5 separate regions of the Mus musculus genome follow, and regions 2, 3, 4 and 5 are each linked to region 1. A link is a contact called in public Hi-C and HiChIP or PLAC-seq data. All regions are on one chromosome and are shown on one strand. Each heading gives the region's core, a stretch centred on a gene start, on an enhancer-like site or on the middle of the called end of the contact. The rest is flanking DNA. Distances are from core to core; before and after follow the strand shown. Region 1 holds the start of Tgfb2 (transforming growth factor, beta 2). Region 2 has its middle 86 kb from the start of Gm35201. Region 3 has its middle 120 kb from the start of Gm35341. Region 4 has its middle 100 kb from the start of Gm35341. Region 5 has its middle 60 kb from the start of Gm35341.

Region 1 (2,789 bases), core at 89-2,588:
TGACTGTGGGGGGGTCTTGATTCTGTAAGAGGGCAGTAGATTATTCTGCAGCTCCCACACTTACGGAACCCCCGGATCCCTGCTTGTCACATGTTCTGGGACCTTATACTTCTTCCAAGTACATGGTGGGAAAGAACCCAGGAGGTGGGCGGGCTCTCTCTGCAAAACCCAGACCCACCCCTTCCTGTTTTCTGCAACAACAGACCTCACTTCCTATGGCCTCAGTCTCCCTGTCTGTGAAATACAAATAATAATGTTCATTGCTGTATATAATGTATGCCAGCTATATCATTACATATCATTACAGCTCCCTCTAGTAAGAATATAACCCCCCCCACACACACACACACATACACATGTATGCATCCCTAAAGGTTTGATCCTTTTGAACTAGGAAAATGATACTGAGGTCTTAACCTGGGGGAATTCTCAACAGTTTCCAGCTTTAACAACCTGTGTAGTCATCGTGGCCACAGAGTCATCACTAAGATTGAAATGTTGACTTTGACTAAAGGGGAAAGACCAGTGGGAAGAAAGATTCTGTTATCCAACCAGTTTGAGCAAGTTGAAGTAGAAAATGTCAAGTTATGATACTGTGTGACAGGAGACAGCAAACATTTAAAACCCAGGTGTCTTAGATAATGCTGCGACAGGCAGAAGATGGTGGGTCATCCTTGTCTAGGAAGGCTGAGGAGAAAGCCACATGAGCAGGGGCTCACATAAAGAAGGCAACAGTTCCTTTATTCAAAGCAGTGATACAGAGCATGCATTGGGTGAAAGGGACACTTCTGTATTCTGCTGGTTCACAGGCAAACAGGGCTGGATTGTAAACAGGCTAATGAAAAACAACCTGTGGAATCCCGGAGAACTCAAGAGTTAGGTCAGCAGTCTCAGATTGGAAGGCATGTCTTCAGGGCTGGGCTGGAGCTCCATGGAGCACAGTGTGTGTGTGTGTGTGTGTGTGTGTGTGTGTGTGTGTGTGTGTGTGTGTGTGTGTGTGTACACGCCTGTACATGCATGGGCACGCACTCAACACAGGAGGGACTCAGGGAAGCTGCGAATGAGTGATCCCCACCATGTAGAAACGGGATGCTTAGCTGCCTGCCCCTCCACACACAGACCCTTGGTGATCACAGACAGTGACTACTGCAAATTCCTCATGCCAGTCGCCCTCCCTTACTGGCCGTCCCCCTTTTCCACACCCCCTCCAATGGTCCAGAGCTCGTGGTCTTAGTAACAGAGGACTTCTGACTGTAATCCTAGCGCGTCACTTTGTTGAAGGCAAACACGTGGTTTGGGGAGCACATATAAAACTCTGCTCCGGGCAGAATCGTGATGTTATCTGCTGGCAGCAGGTTTGCTCGGAGCAGAGCTGCTGAAACTGCCGGCAGGAGAGCGAGTGGGAGAGAAAGAGAGAAGGCGCTGAGAGCTGAGCTCTGGGGCAGGCGTCAGGGATGGAGAGAAGTATTAGGGTTTAAAGAGCCATTCTGGAGCAACCCATCTGCGGAGAGAAGGATCGGCAGAGGTCTATTTTAGGGTCGCAAGTACCTACTTACCCTAAGCGAGAAAGTGCAACCTTGGTGGAAGCTAGGAGAAGCTAGGGAAGGGTGCGAGTCCCGGGGCAGCCCGCAGCCAACGCGCCCAGGAGGCGGTGTTGTTCCACAGGGGTTAAGGAGGTGGCCGATCGCTGTCGCCCTTGGCCGCCTGGAGCAAGAAAAGGAGGATCTGAAGGACCGAGCTGGAGGCTGGCCCTCTTTGCAGGCAGCAGCGGCGGCTGCAACGTGGAGCGACCCAGCCGGGTGTAGGCCACAGCGCGGCCGGCAGGAGCGGGATCCTCGCCGCCTGCTCCGGCCTCTGTGGATCTCCGGGGCGGACAGTATCCCACCGAGTCTCCGAGTGAGCCGCTCCGGGGCGCATCTGCCTCCCCGCGGCTCGCCAGGCTCGCCCTCGGCGCGCGCGCACGCACGCGCGCACACGCGCACACATCCACACGCACACTCATCCACACACGTGTGGAAGGCAGGGCCGAGCCGCTCGGTCTTTGAACTTCTCAGTTAGAGCCCGGCGCAGCCCCGGCCGCCGCTCAGCGCTCCCCGCGGCCCTGCGTGCCTCCTGCCAGCCCCCGGACCTTCTCGTCTCGTCCCTTTTGGCCGGAGGATCGGAGTTCAGATCAGCCACTCCGCACCGAGCCTGACACACTGAACTCCATTTCTTCCTCTTAAGTTTATTTCTACTTCAGAGCCACTCACCCTCTCCCTTCCAGGAGAAAAAAAAAACAAACCTTTCTTACTCCTTAAAGTGAGAGATTCCCCCCCCACCCCGCCCCAGCATCGCATATTAATATCTCCACGTTGGGAACGCGTTGCATTTTCTTTTTTAAAGGAATCCCAGCCAGGGACGTTTTTCTATTGGGCATTAACTTTCGACTGCTTTGCAAAAGTTTCGTATTAAAAACAACTCTACCTGACCGCTCTGAGAATTACTAGTTTCTTTTTTATATATATTTTTTCTTACTTTAAATAACAACATCAACGTTTCTTCCTTTTAAAAACATGCACTACTGTGTGCTGAGCACCTTTTTGCTCCTGCATCTGGTCCCGGTGGCGCTCAGTCTGTCTACCTGCAGCACCCTCGACATGGATCAGTTTATGCGCAAGAGGATCGAGGCCATCCGCGGGCAGATCCTGAGCAAGCTGAAGCTCACCAGCCCCCCGGAAGACTATCCGGAGCCGGATGAGGTCCCCCCGGAGGTGATTTCCATCTACAACAGTACCAGGGACTTACTGCAG
Region 2 (2,789 bases), core at 203-2,702, 480 kb after region 1:
AAATAAAGCAATAGGAGGCAAATCAGAGCATTGTTTAAGATTTCTTGAACTGGTTCCATAAAAAGGCTTATGGCCTGAGTAACCATAGCAAAGCTATCCCTCTTTAGAACTAGAGACCAGTAAAGTGGCCTTCTAGAACCAGGACTGGTGGTTCCTGTAGGCATAGGATGTAGGAGGCTGTTGTAGGATATTTGTGAGCTCAGGGACTCAGTGAGATTCTATTCCAGAAGAAATTAAAGAAAGAACAAAAGAAAGAAAGGGAAATCAAGTAGGTTAGCAAGCTTTGACATATTAAAATTCAGGACTGGAGGTTGTAGCTCAGTTGGTACAGTGTTCACCTGTCATGTAAGATGACTTGAGTTCAATCTCCAGTACTGAATAAAGGAAGGTATGGTGGCCCATGCCTGAGATTCCAGCACTCAGGAATCTAAGGTCACCCTTGGCTATATAATGAGTTCTAGAACAACCTGGGATAAGTGAAACTCTCTTTACAAAAGCAGAAGAAAGAAGAAAGAAAGGAAGGAGGAATGAAAGACGGGAATGGAGGAAGACTCAAGTTTATAAATTAAATTTCTTGACACAAAAATAATCAAAGTCATTGCCACTATGTTTTGTTAAATGTTGACACTTGGGTTCTTTTTTTTTCCCAGAGAGTAATGCAAAGCAAAAAAACATAAGGAAAGCATTCATATATTTGAGGTGCAAGAGTTTAACATCTCCCTTAATGAAAGCAGTTTACATAATATACCAAGTATGGAGTATTTAAAAGAAACATGGCAGACAAAGGGTTACTATTCATAGTACATAAAAATGTTCTTTTATGTCAACAGGAAAATGGGGGGTGTTTTCATAAGAAAACCAGGCAAAGGCTACACAAAGCATCAAATTCCAAAGATAAACAAACATGCAAGTTGATATGGGTTCATGTCGCCCATGTCACACAATGGCTTCCATATTTGGCTATCACACTAGCAAAGGTTAACACCAAGAGTTCCCCAAGATGGCGAGATTAAGGGAGGCCAGGCACCTTTGCACCTTGTTGGCTCTGCAGCACATGACAGGACAGGGCTAAGAAAAGCAGGGTCAGTTCCCTGGGACTTCAGATCTACCGAGAGAGCACCTCAGGCAAAGACCGATATAAAACTGTGTGATTTGGGTAAATCTGCAGTTAAGCACACAAACACGACCCTGCTCCTGGGACATGGGCTGCAGAGGCAAGAATTTAATCTGCCATCTGTGTGTCCAATGAGCTATGTGTGCATAGAAGGACTTCCTATGTGTGCATAGGAGCTGGAAAATAAAGAACTGACCACTAGGAACTGTGTTTGATCTTGAAACATACATAAAAGTCTGGGAACTAGAAGCACCTCAAAAGTGGACTCAGAGCCAGGGTCAGAGAACAAAGGGACTCTGCTTTTTCTGGTTTTCAATTGCCATAATAAACAAGGAACTAAGTATAGAACTAGTTCCATTTCTGATAAGAAAGTATGTATAATATACAGTAGAGTTTGACCTAACACATTGAAAGTTTGAATCCCAGAATCCCACACCAATCCCTCCATATAAAATGGCTTTCCCAGCACTCTGCTTTTTAGCAATTTCTTCATCTCCAGTGCAAGGGGAATTTCTTTCCTGCTAGGGTCGTCAAGCACTTCCAGAAATGCTTGGGTAGACATTAAATGCTTTCCAGAGCTCTGTCCTCATTTCCAGCTTACTCCACAGCATTCCCCGGGACAGCTAATGCTGTGCAGGAAATGACTCTGTTGAATGCACAGGAATAAAGCATCCCTGTTGGTCCCTGGTCAGGGTCCTTTTTTTTCCTCCTGAAATTGCATCATGAAGGAATTGTCAGCTCTGGTAACTGTCAAACTTGACCTCTGCCATCTGCCAGAGTGAGGTGGGAAGAATGTTTCCCTTTGTTCGGTTTCATTCACTCCTGTGATGGGCGGGCGATGAGACACTATCGCTCTTCTGTCTCCTCTAGGGTCTGAAGACAAAGTACAGAGGTAGAGGAAAATTAAATCACACTCCAAAGCCGATGCTCTCACTCTCGAGAGTCACTGCATTTAATAGAGGCACAGGAGCAGGCTTGGTTCGCCAGGGGCATGGGAAAGCTGACCCTTTGCTGGGTACTCTTTAGCTATTTTCCTCAACCTGAAGACACTGACCCTGGAATTTCTCCTATGAAAGGGAATTCGAGTTCAAAGTTTTATGTTCCTCCCAGTATTATTTAAAGACATTTGAGAGAGAGAGGGAGGGGGAGGGGGAGGGGAGGGGAGGGGGAGGGGGAGGGGGAGGGGAGGGGGAGGGAGAGGGAGAGGGAGAGGGAGAGGGAGAGGGAGAGGGAGAGGGAGAGGGAGAGGGAGAGGGAGAGGGAGAGGGAGAGGGAGAGGGAGACCAATAAATACTCCACAAGAACCTAAAACCGAGCCCATTGAAGACTGTTAAAAACCAGCAGCATTTTGATTCTTGGATGCTGAAGAATGTATTTATTTCCAAATGTGTTCTAAATGAAAAAGAGTTTTAAAATGATATGTTGACCAGATCCACATAGTTTTACTACATTTGCGATTAAGAAGACCCACCCCAGTCATTAAAATATCAATTTCCATTTTTCATGGCAGGTGGTAGAAATGCAAATGTTTTGCCTTTGATTTTGGAATTTTCTACTCTCTCTAACATTTCTGCAGGAATAATTGAGGAAGTGATTTAAGGAATTACTGTTTTGGATCTACAGGGCTCCTTTACGTCTCCAAATGATGGCATGAGCAAACATGTTTCTCTTCATA
Region 3 (2,789 bases), core at 201-2,700, 420 kb after region 1:
GAATGTTGTCACCCTTAAACCCCATCTCCCCTCCCTTTTGCCTCTGAGAGGGTGCTCTCCCACCCACTCATTCTCCCACCCCCCACCCCCACTTCACTACCTCCAGCATCCCCCTTCTCTGAGGCATCAAGTCTCTAGAGGATTATGCACATCCTCTCCCCCTGAGGCCATACAGGCAGCCCTCAGCTACATATGTGCCATATGAGCCTTGTAGAAGCCTATGTATGCTCTTTGGTTCATTGCTTAGTCTCTGGGAGCTCCCAGGGGTCTGGGTTATTTAATACTGTTGGTCTTTCTATGGGATTGCCATCCCCTTCTGCTTTTTTAATCCTCCCCATAACTCTTTCATAGGGGTCCCCAGGCTCAGTCCAATGGTTGGCTGTGAGTATCTACACCTGTCTTAGTCAGCAGCTGATAGAGCCTCTCAGAGGACAGCTCCTGTCTGCAAGCACAAAATGGTATCAGTAACAGTGTTGGGATCTGGCACCCACTGCCCATGGAATGGGTCTCAAGTTGGACCAGTCACTAGAAGGGCTTTCTGTCAGTCTCTGTTCCACTTTTGTCCCTGCATTTCTTTAAGACAGGAACAATTCTGAGTCAAAAACTTTGAAAGTAGGTTGGTGACCACATCCCTCCACTGGGAGCCCTGCCTATCTACTGGAGGTTGTCTCTTCAGGTTCTGTCTCCCCACTGTTGGGCATTTTGGCTAAGGTCATCCCCATTGAGTCCTGGGAGCCTCTGACATCCCAGGTCTCTGGAAGTTTCTAGAGGTCCCACCTACACCCTCTCCCACCCCTCAGCTGCATATTTCCATTCAGAGAGAAGGAGAGACCTGGGCGAGGGAGGAGTGGGGGAAGGGAAAAGGGGGACAGGATCAGATATGGGGGAAAGACAGGAGAGAAGCCCAGAGGGCCAGGAGAATGAATTGAAATAGTGTGTGTGTTATTAAAGAGAAAACACACAAACACCTATGTCCTGTATGTTTAAAACAATTATCTGCTACTTGGAAACGATTTTAACATCAAAAGGTTCAGTACTTAAATGAAGCCACCCCATTGCTATTACTTTGCAAGCTGTTGCGGAGAAGAAAAACCACATTGGTTAATTGCAGTAATTTGGACAATTGTTTTTCATGAATGGATTTCTTAATAGAGCAACTGCTGTGTGTTTGTATTGTGCTGTGGGGCTTGGGGAGGTGAGACACAACTAAGAAGGATAAACCTCTTTGGTTCTGAAATTATTTTATGTAAGGAGCATGACAAAATTTAGTAACTCACTGGAGACACAGAGCTAACCCTGTTTTTCCTCAATCAATGGCAGGAGTAGGTGTGAGTGAAGCTACTACTCAGGTGTCTCTCACCCGGACAGACCCAGTGCCTAAGCCAACCTTGATGACCTGATCTAGGCTCCAAGGCAGAAAAGATGACAAACTCAGACATACAGAAAACATGTACTGGCCTAGAGAGATGACTCAGCACCCAGGGGCCTTTCCCAGCACACACATGATGACTCACTCATGTCTGTCTGCAACTCCAGTTCCAGACCCCCTGATGCTCTCTTCTGACCCCTACGGGCACTACACTCAAGCATGACACATAGATATACATGCAGCCAAAATAGCCATTCACATAGAATAAATTAATTAATAGAAAAAAATTATTGAAATATTTGGGGAAACATCCAAATTTCTTCCAGAGGTCCTAGCATGAAGAAAATGAAAAGTGCGATTGCCTCTCACTTCCTTAGTTCTTAAGCAAAAATAATGACTTTGATTTGAATCCATAACTGCATAAAAGTAATTAGAGTTTTTAGATATATCACTAGATTAATTTACTTAGTTTGCATGTGCTTGCACATGCATTCACAACGCAGGTGTGGTGGTGCCAGTACAACGTGTGGCGGCCGGTTCTCTCCTGCCATGTGTTTCCCAAGAATAGAACTCAGGTCCTCAGACTTGGTTACAGGTTTCTTTACCTGCTAGGTATATCACCAACTAGATCTTGAGTTGGCATCTTTGGTAAGGAGAATGGCAAGCCTGTTTGATAGTCTCTTAGCACTTGACAGTCAGCAATACCAACAATAGCTATTATTCCCAAAGTACGACATCTTCAAATTAATGAATACATACAGTTGAAGTTTTGGTTTTGCAACTTCTTCTTCTTTGTCATACAGTGCCCAAAAGAAAACACTGGTCCAAACTCCCTCACTATGAGGGTATTCACCATGAGCCTGCGTGAATTACAGAAACTTCTTAGATTCAAACTCTGCTCCTCTTCCCTCATATAAAATTATTCCTCTCTCTCCTTTCATAGTGAAGTGCTCTGTAGAAGTCATGACATGACCGTTGTGTTACTTATAAAATATAGAACTAATGAGAGAAAGGCCACATATTTAATCTCTGGGTGGGCTACTTAACTCTGTTATGGTACATGACCACACACTTTATCTTAACTAGGGACTTGGATCTAGCAAAATATCAATTTGGTTCAAATTTATTCCAGAAAATATTCCAATGCTCTCATTTTATTCCGGGTCAGTGGTTTTCAAAAATATAGGTTTGGTTTCTGTTCAGAAGTTCTCACTGGGTTTTAAAACAACTGAAAAATGTTAGCATTACTCCTCTGTAAACGATGAGCAGTTCAGCTCAAGGCTCATTTAATCAGATGTCCGTTCCAACTTTGAGCATAAGCTGAGTTTAACGGTTGGCCATGACTAATTCTCAGGTTCCAAACTTACAGCAGACACATCAGCGATGGATGTTCTATAGCCTTCTCAACAGCACCACCCAT
Region 4 (2,789 bases), core at 96-2,595, 400 kb after region 1:
TAGAATTTGATTGCCGGAAGATATTCACAGAGAATATTCTATATACTAGTGAACACTCAAGCTATGAACTCTCCCAGAAGTACCCCTAGCCCCATGCTTCGTCACGACCACCTGGAGGTCACTAGTTCGATGATTTCTGCCACTTGTTTGGTTGCATGTGGCTTTGAGATGAGCTGAAGTGGAATTGTGCTGAATGGAAACTTTGTGCTTGCATCTTTTGTTCATGCACACTGTGCACATAGCTGCAAGCGTTTGATGAGACTGGATCATCTTCTGAAGACACATAGAAATCTTCCTTGTGCTTCCTCCAAGGGATAACCCAAACCTACAGGCATGAACATGGCCACTGAAATGCAAATTCAGAGTGTTCATAATCACATTCTCCATCACAGCCCTAAATTGGAGACATTGCTGTGTAGATCATTATAGAACTGACAGATACATTGTGGCATATGCACAGTTCAAGGATAAAGACATTATCTCATGGAATAATGAGGATGAATCTCATAGTTATAAAGCAATTTAGTGGTTTAAAATACACCTTGAATGGAAGCTGGGAAGTTTAATATCTCTAATCCTTAAAGTGTACCCATGTTTGAATACCCAGCCCTACTTGCTAGATTCAATGTAATTATAGAGAAAATTTAATTTTGCTTCTACTCTAAAGATTTGTCATTCAGAATTAGTCAGATTTATTATTGGAATATGTTTATCGTGACAAGGATATTTTAATGAGCCAAAGAGTATTTAGAATGCATTAAAAAACTGTGTTTAGGGCTGGCAAGATGGCTCAGTGGGTAAGAGCACACAGACAGCTCTTCCAAAAGTCCTGAGTTCAAATCCCAGCAACCACATGGTGGCTCACAACCACCTATAATGAGATCTGACGTCCTCTTCTGGTGTGTCTAAAGACAGCTTCAGTGTACTTATGTATTATAATAATAAATAAATCTTTGGACCAGAGCAAGCAGGGATTGAGCAAGCAGAGTTGACCGGAGTGAGCAGGGTTGACCCAAGTAAGCAGAGTTAAAAAAAAAAAAAAAAAAAAAAACTCAATTCCCAACAACCACAGGAAGGCTCACAACCATCTGTACAGCTACAGTGTACTCACCTAAATAAATAAATAAATAAATCTTAAAACAAAACAAAACAAAACTGTGTCTAAGGTACTTCGAAACTCACCACCTCACCAGCTTTCAGTAATTCAGCAGCCAATCGCATGTTCAGAGAAAGTTCTGAGGAACCAGGCCTTTGTTCCCGTGGCACATTCCAAGGTAGGGTTGTCATCCTCCTACTTGACTCTGCTCATGTTACCTCCAGAGCACACAAGCTCGTTGAAGAGTCCAGCCAGCTCTACTTGTGTGGCATGGGAGAGACCAACATTCTTCAGTAGGATGAGTTACACAAGCGAACACTTCAGTGATAACTCTGGTTTAATCTAAGTTGACCGGTAGCCAAATATCAAATTGACCAAACTTCACATGAATTTTGCCTTATTTGAACTTACATAAGCATTACATGATTTTTTTAATCGTAAGTGAAGGTTATTTTTGCCCTTACCCAACTCAGTGATTAAGTGATTTTCCTGGTTTCTTCTTCTTCTTCTTCTTCTTCTTCTTCTTCTTCTTCTTCTTCTTCTTCTTCTTCTTCTTCTTCTTCTTCTTCTTCTTCTTCTTCTTTTTGCATAAGCAGTTATGGCCTTTTAACTACCTGTCATAGAAGAAAATTCAAATGCTCTATACTAACTAGCACTAAGACATAATACTTGACTGTGAATATTCTGTGTTTTTATTTACTGACAAGAGACCAAACCTCCCTAAATAGATGTGATGCAATTTTACAATTTGATATCTATAAGAATGTCTAAGGAAGTTAGAGAAATAATTTCATATAAAGGCTGTACACAGTTATGGGGATATTTACTAAGGGACAGTCTACCTCATGGGAGAGGCAGGATACAAATGCAAAATACATCTGGAAGAAAAGATGAAGAAGAAAGCATGGGTGGTCACTTTCCCAACCTATACTCTCTAATAAATCAGATATTGCTTCAACATTAAAATAACATATCATCTCTCACATCCTGAGAGCTCCTAGGATCATTTCATGGGAGAGTGGACAAATGCCTAACCAACCCCACCAGCCAACAGCACCTGTTTGCAAAACAGTTATTTGCTCTTATACACACTGTGAGCTTCTTGCCAGCATCAAGCCCACCCTCTGAAGCAGCTCTTAGGTGGTCACAGTTCTGAGCTGATTTTCAGACCATCCCACCTGTTCCTTACTTGTTTTGATCTAACTTTGCTTTTATACTTTAGACTTTTGTGAAAGTATTTTTTTTTTTAAATAGTCTTCTGGAAAGGTTGTTTTTGCAGTCCTCCTATTACACCTTGAAGGTCAAAACAAATTAGAAAGCTGGACAAAACCAGGAAAATCATCTCATTGCTCATCTCATTGCTGAGTTGAGTAAGCACAAAACTAACCTCCATTTATGATAAACAATAATGCAATACATTACATTCCCTGATCCGATGCTTTGTAGCCCTGTTCCTTAACAACGACAGTGAAGAAGAGATATGTCGAAGCATACATACTGATGCTCTTCTCCTCCCTAAAGAGATTGTCTTGAGAGTAGTACCTAGATCCACAGTCAAACTGTATAGACTTGCTGAGGCATAAATATAACTGCAGCTCTATAGCAGAGCGATAGCTGATGATCAACAACTAGGAGCAGTCATGCACTGGACATCTGGTCTCTCCTTGGTATTTCATGGCTTCTGAATGCCATT
Region 5 (2,789 bases), core at 157-2,656, 360 kb after region 1:
CAACTATTCTTCTATGCCACCTTGATGCTTTTTGGTGGTCTTTCCATGAAACAGAAGGGCTGCACCTTTTCTATTTGCCCTGCCTGACTAGAAACACGGATTCTAGCTTTATCTTTCCATTCTCTCCAGTTTAGAGAGCATACTTTCCCCCCAGCCTTCAGTGGTCACTCCCACAGTGATGGTCTCTGACTCCTCTAGCAATGATCTTATCATGGCTGCAAGTTTATGTTTCTTTTGTCGCCAGCAGAGCTTCCTGTAGGTGACCCAAGTTCACCTGGACCAACAGAATTCATCACGACACTTTCCCACTTCAAAGACTGAAAGAAATTCTATCACTCAGCTGCTTCATTACTGCTTATTTTATTTTATTTTTATTACTGGAGCCTGTTCATTCTGCTTCTGAGATTTCTAAGAAATTAACCCCTTTCTACTCTCCTTGGTCTGATTTGAATCTGGGTAATCAAAATGCCAGTCCCTCCCCTGAGCTTCCACACGATTCAAAACCCATTTATCATGCAGTGACTACTAGCTTCATCTTAAGAGTCTCTTAGTAAAGGTATTCTGGGAACAAAATGTCCCTGTTCTCCGCATCCTTCCCTGATTTCCCTTCCCAGCCCAGCAATAGCATCCACAGGTTTTCTGTGACACCCTCTGGATGGAGATTACTTGGTCCTACTTGCCTTTGGAATAGCTCTGATTACACTCTTAGGGGTGGGGATTTAAGAGGCAGCATTTCTGCAAGCATATGCAACAGTCTTCCAGCAGAAAATTTCCCCAGCTGATAGTAAAGGGTTGCTCTGTGCTGGAGTTTCGAGTTCACTATTTTCAGTGACACAAGGGGCATCTCAGGGGGTTGGCCACTGACTAGCAAAGGATTATAAAACCCATGCAGAGAGCATTCCTTTAAAGCAAGGTAAATCCAGCACCTATGTCCCGGGGATAAACAGACAGCATGACTCACCTTACAACGCCAAGTTAGAAACACTCATCTCTGAGTGGGATGAGAGTTTCTGTGAGAATAATCAAAACACATTTGGAAAACACCATTGCACAAACTTGGTGTCATGATGACTTTATAATTCTTTCTAGCTATAAACTATTTAACGTTCTTCAATAAAAGATCGGAAAGGACCAAAGAACATGTAATTTTCTTTGGAAAAAAAAATCCCTGGCTTAAACACAGTGAAAAGGTTTGTGTGGGTTCAAAAGGGGCGACATAGACACTATTTTTGCTATCATTGGCTTGCTTTCAACATTGGTGTCCAAAACAAATGAATCTGCATGGAAGTAGTTAGGGGCTGAGGCAAACTAAGCCAATTCTTTTAAAGATACTATTGCTGCGCTATCCTCCCCCATTTCAAATCTGTGCTGGAAGATAGAATCCACTTCAGCTCAATGAGTCACTTCAACATCCTTGCCAGGACAATTAAACTTCCAGTATAAAACATGACCCAAAGCCTGCCCTCCACCACACCATTCCACTTCAACCTCCCCCCACCCCACAGGGTCAGCGCTTGACATTCAAGAGCTTACAATTTCAACTGCTTAGCCAATGTAACCAACTTAATGCTTTTACAAATGATTTGCACCCTTCAGCACATTGGGTGATATAGAAAACGTGGTGTCAGTTCCTCCGCCTGTCTGAGCAACATTACACATTCCTCTTGTCCGTGGTGGAGGCAGTCTTTGCAGGATGAGGAAAGACAAGAAGCCAGCTCTCCATCTACTACTCTTTCTTCCTGAACTGACCCTCGAGGGAAGGACGAAGGGAGGAAGAATTTCAGTAACCACGGCCAAGAAAAAGATGTATAGCTCGGGCAGCCCTGTCACAGACGGTCGCATGAAGTCTTGGGGATTAAACTTCTTGAACTACCAGTTACTGAAGCAGTTAATACATCTTGCAAATTTGCGGTTGCCTTATTGCTAACAGCTGAGACGCCTTCCTTCCTCCGCTCGGTCACTATTGATGTCTTGCCATATTTTGAATATAATCCCCTCAACAGCATTACCTCATTTTTTTACTCCACTCTTGCAGATTAGCTCATCTAAGTTATGTTCTATGGTGTGGTGTATTGGTGGTGTGTGTTAACTGTGTCTTAATTTTTCATTCTTAAAAGCATCTCTGGTCATAAAAGTTGCTTCCTGAGTATCTATATCTCTCTATCTCTCTATCTCTCTGTCTCTCTATCTCTCTATCTACCTATCTATCCATCCATCCATCCATCCATCCATCCATCTATCTATCTATCTATCTATCTATCTATCTATCTATCTATCTATCTATCTTGACACCGCATGCTCCACCTGTGCATGAGGCATCTCACTCTTCCTTGATGTTTATAGCAGGGTGGCTAATGTGTAAAAAGAGGTGTTTTTGTATTGCTTTCCTTTTCAATTGTTTGTGAAGCTCACTCTCTTAGTAGGGATATTAATTTAGTGTAATTGTGATGGAGATTCCCATGGTTCTTCATTCAAAAGCAGCTTTTTATTTGTTGAAGATATTAGTTTTGTTTTTGTTGGTTTTTTTGTTTGTTTGTTTTGCATATACTTAAAAGAAATACACAGTCTACGCTTCCTGAGACTCAGAATTCAGTATTAAAGACGATCAAACTCAATCTAAATAAAATAACCCAAAGCATAGTGGAGCTCTATTATCCCCTGTTCTGCATCCTGATGTACCCGGCAGTTTCATTGCAAATTTAATGAAGTCTGCTTTCCCTCTACTTATCCAAATTACAGCCCTCAGAGTAAACATTCGCACAGAGGTTCTGTGCCTCTCTGTCCCTGAG

Evidence for each region. Hi-C and Micro-C count contacts between places; a contact is called where the count stands out from the background. HiChIP or PLAC-seq counts read pairs in DNA pulled down with a chosen protein or histone mark.
Region 2: an H3K4me3 HiChIP or PLAC-seq map of craniofacial prominence shows a contact between it and region 1, with 4 times the contacts expected there. The contact joins the enhancer-like site here to the promoter of Tgfb2 in region 1. A contact is called at or near these places in 4 of 39 promoter capture datasets (embryonic stem cells, frontonasal cranial neural crest, liver and 1 more), 12 of 484 Hi-C or Micro-C datasets (the MC3T3-E1 cell line, the N1E-115 cell line, cerebral cortex and 5 more), 19 of 115 datasets of contacts at active chromatin or transcription factors (cardiomyocytes, craniofacial prominence, embryonic basal ganglia and 12 more) and 4 of 9 other capture datasets (adipose tissue, embryonic stem cells, liver and 1 more).
Region 3: a Hi-C map of the N1E-115 cell line shows a contact between it and region 1, with 20 times the contacts expected there. The contact joins the enhancer-like site here to the promoter of Tgfb2 in region 1. A contact is called at or near these places in 2 of 39 promoter capture datasets (hippocampal neurons and maxillary cranial neural crest), 1 of 15 datasets of contacts at CTCF or cohesin (the NIH/3T3 cell line), 13 of 484 Hi-C or Micro-C datasets (the N1E-115 cell line, adipose-derived mesenchymal stem cells, cerebellar granule neurons and 8 more), 19 of 115 datasets of contacts at active chromatin or transcription factors (the NIH/3T3 cell line, astrocytes, craniofacial prominence and 14 more) and 3 of 9 other capture datasets (adipose tissue, embryonic stem cells and liver).
Region 4: a contact with region 1 is called in a Hi-C map of myocytes, with 3 times the contacts expected there. The contact joins the enhancer-like site here to the promoter of Tgfb2 in region 1. A contact is called at or near these places in 3 of 39 promoter capture datasets (the C10 cell line, frontonasal cranial neural crest and hippocampal neurons), 1 of 484 Hi-C or Micro-C datasets (myocytes) and 11 of 115 datasets of contacts at active chromatin or transcription factors (the NIH/3T3 cell line, astrocytes, craniofacial prominence and 8 more).
Region 5: a Hi-C map of uterus shows a contact between it and region 1, with 5 times the contacts expected there. The contact joins the enhancer-like site here to the promoter of Tgfb2 in region 1. A contact is called at or near these places in 7 of 39 promoter capture datasets (the 3T3-L1 cell line, the HPC-7 cell line, the SN4741 cell line and 3 more), 1 of 15 datasets of contacts at CTCF or cohesin (the NIH/3T3 cell line), 10 of 484 Hi-C or Micro-C datasets (the N1E-115 cell line, cerebral cortex, cortical neurons and 2 more), 14 of 115 datasets of contacts at active chromatin or transcription factors (the NIH/3T3 cell line, cardiomyocytes, craniofacial prominence and 10 more) and 3 of 9 other capture datasets (adipose tissue, embryonic stem cells and liver).

Annotation. Positions count from the first base shown.
Region 1 is chr1:186,704,538-186,707,326 of GRCm38.p6, reverse strand. It overlaps Tgfb2 (transforming growth factor, beta 2), which reads left to right and starts at 1,338. Exons shown (of 7, transcript NM_009367.4): 1 at 1,338-2,789. The coding sequence starts at 2,553.
Region 2 is chr1:186,222,689-186,225,477 of GRCm38.p6, reverse strand. No RefSeq gene overlaps it. Among named protein-coding and RNA genes, the nearest start is that of Gm35201, 86 kb to the right of the region's middle. Within about 2 kb of position 1,452, at least 23 of the 459 cell types and tissues checked have an H3K27ac peak or open chromatin away from gene starts, as enhancers often do. A contact at or near this core is called in the N1E-115 cell line, craniofacial prominence and neural tube, where this site is marked.
Region 3 is chr1:186,288,037-186,290,825 of GRCm38.p6, reverse strand. No RefSeq gene overlaps it. Among named protein-coding and RNA genes, the nearest start is that of Gm35341, 120 kb to the left of the region's middle. Within about 2 kb of position 1,450, at least 15 of the 459 cell types and tissues checked have an H3K27ac peak or open chromatin away from gene starts, as enhancers often do. A contact at or near this core is called in the N1E-115 cell line, pancreatic cancer cells and trophoblast stem cells, where this site is marked.
Region 4 is chr1:186,306,362-186,309,150 of GRCm38.p6, reverse strand. No RefSeq gene overlaps it. Among named protein-coding and RNA genes, the nearest start is that of Gm35341, 100 kb to the left of the region's middle. Within about 2 kb of position 1,345, at least 11 of the 459 cell types and tissues checked have an H3K27ac peak or open chromatin away from gene starts, as enhancers often do. A contact at or near this core is called in myocytes, where this site is marked.
Region 5 is chr1:186,346,463-186,349,251 of GRCm38.p6, reverse strand. No RefSeq gene overlaps it. Among named protein-coding and RNA genes, the nearest start is that of Gm35341, 60 kb to the left of the region's middle. Within about 2 kb of position 1,406, at least 19 of the 459 cell types and tissues checked have an H3K27ac peak or open chromatin away from gene starts, as enhancers often do. A contact at or near this core is called in the SN4741 cell line, adipose tissue, heart atrium and 1 more, where this site is marked.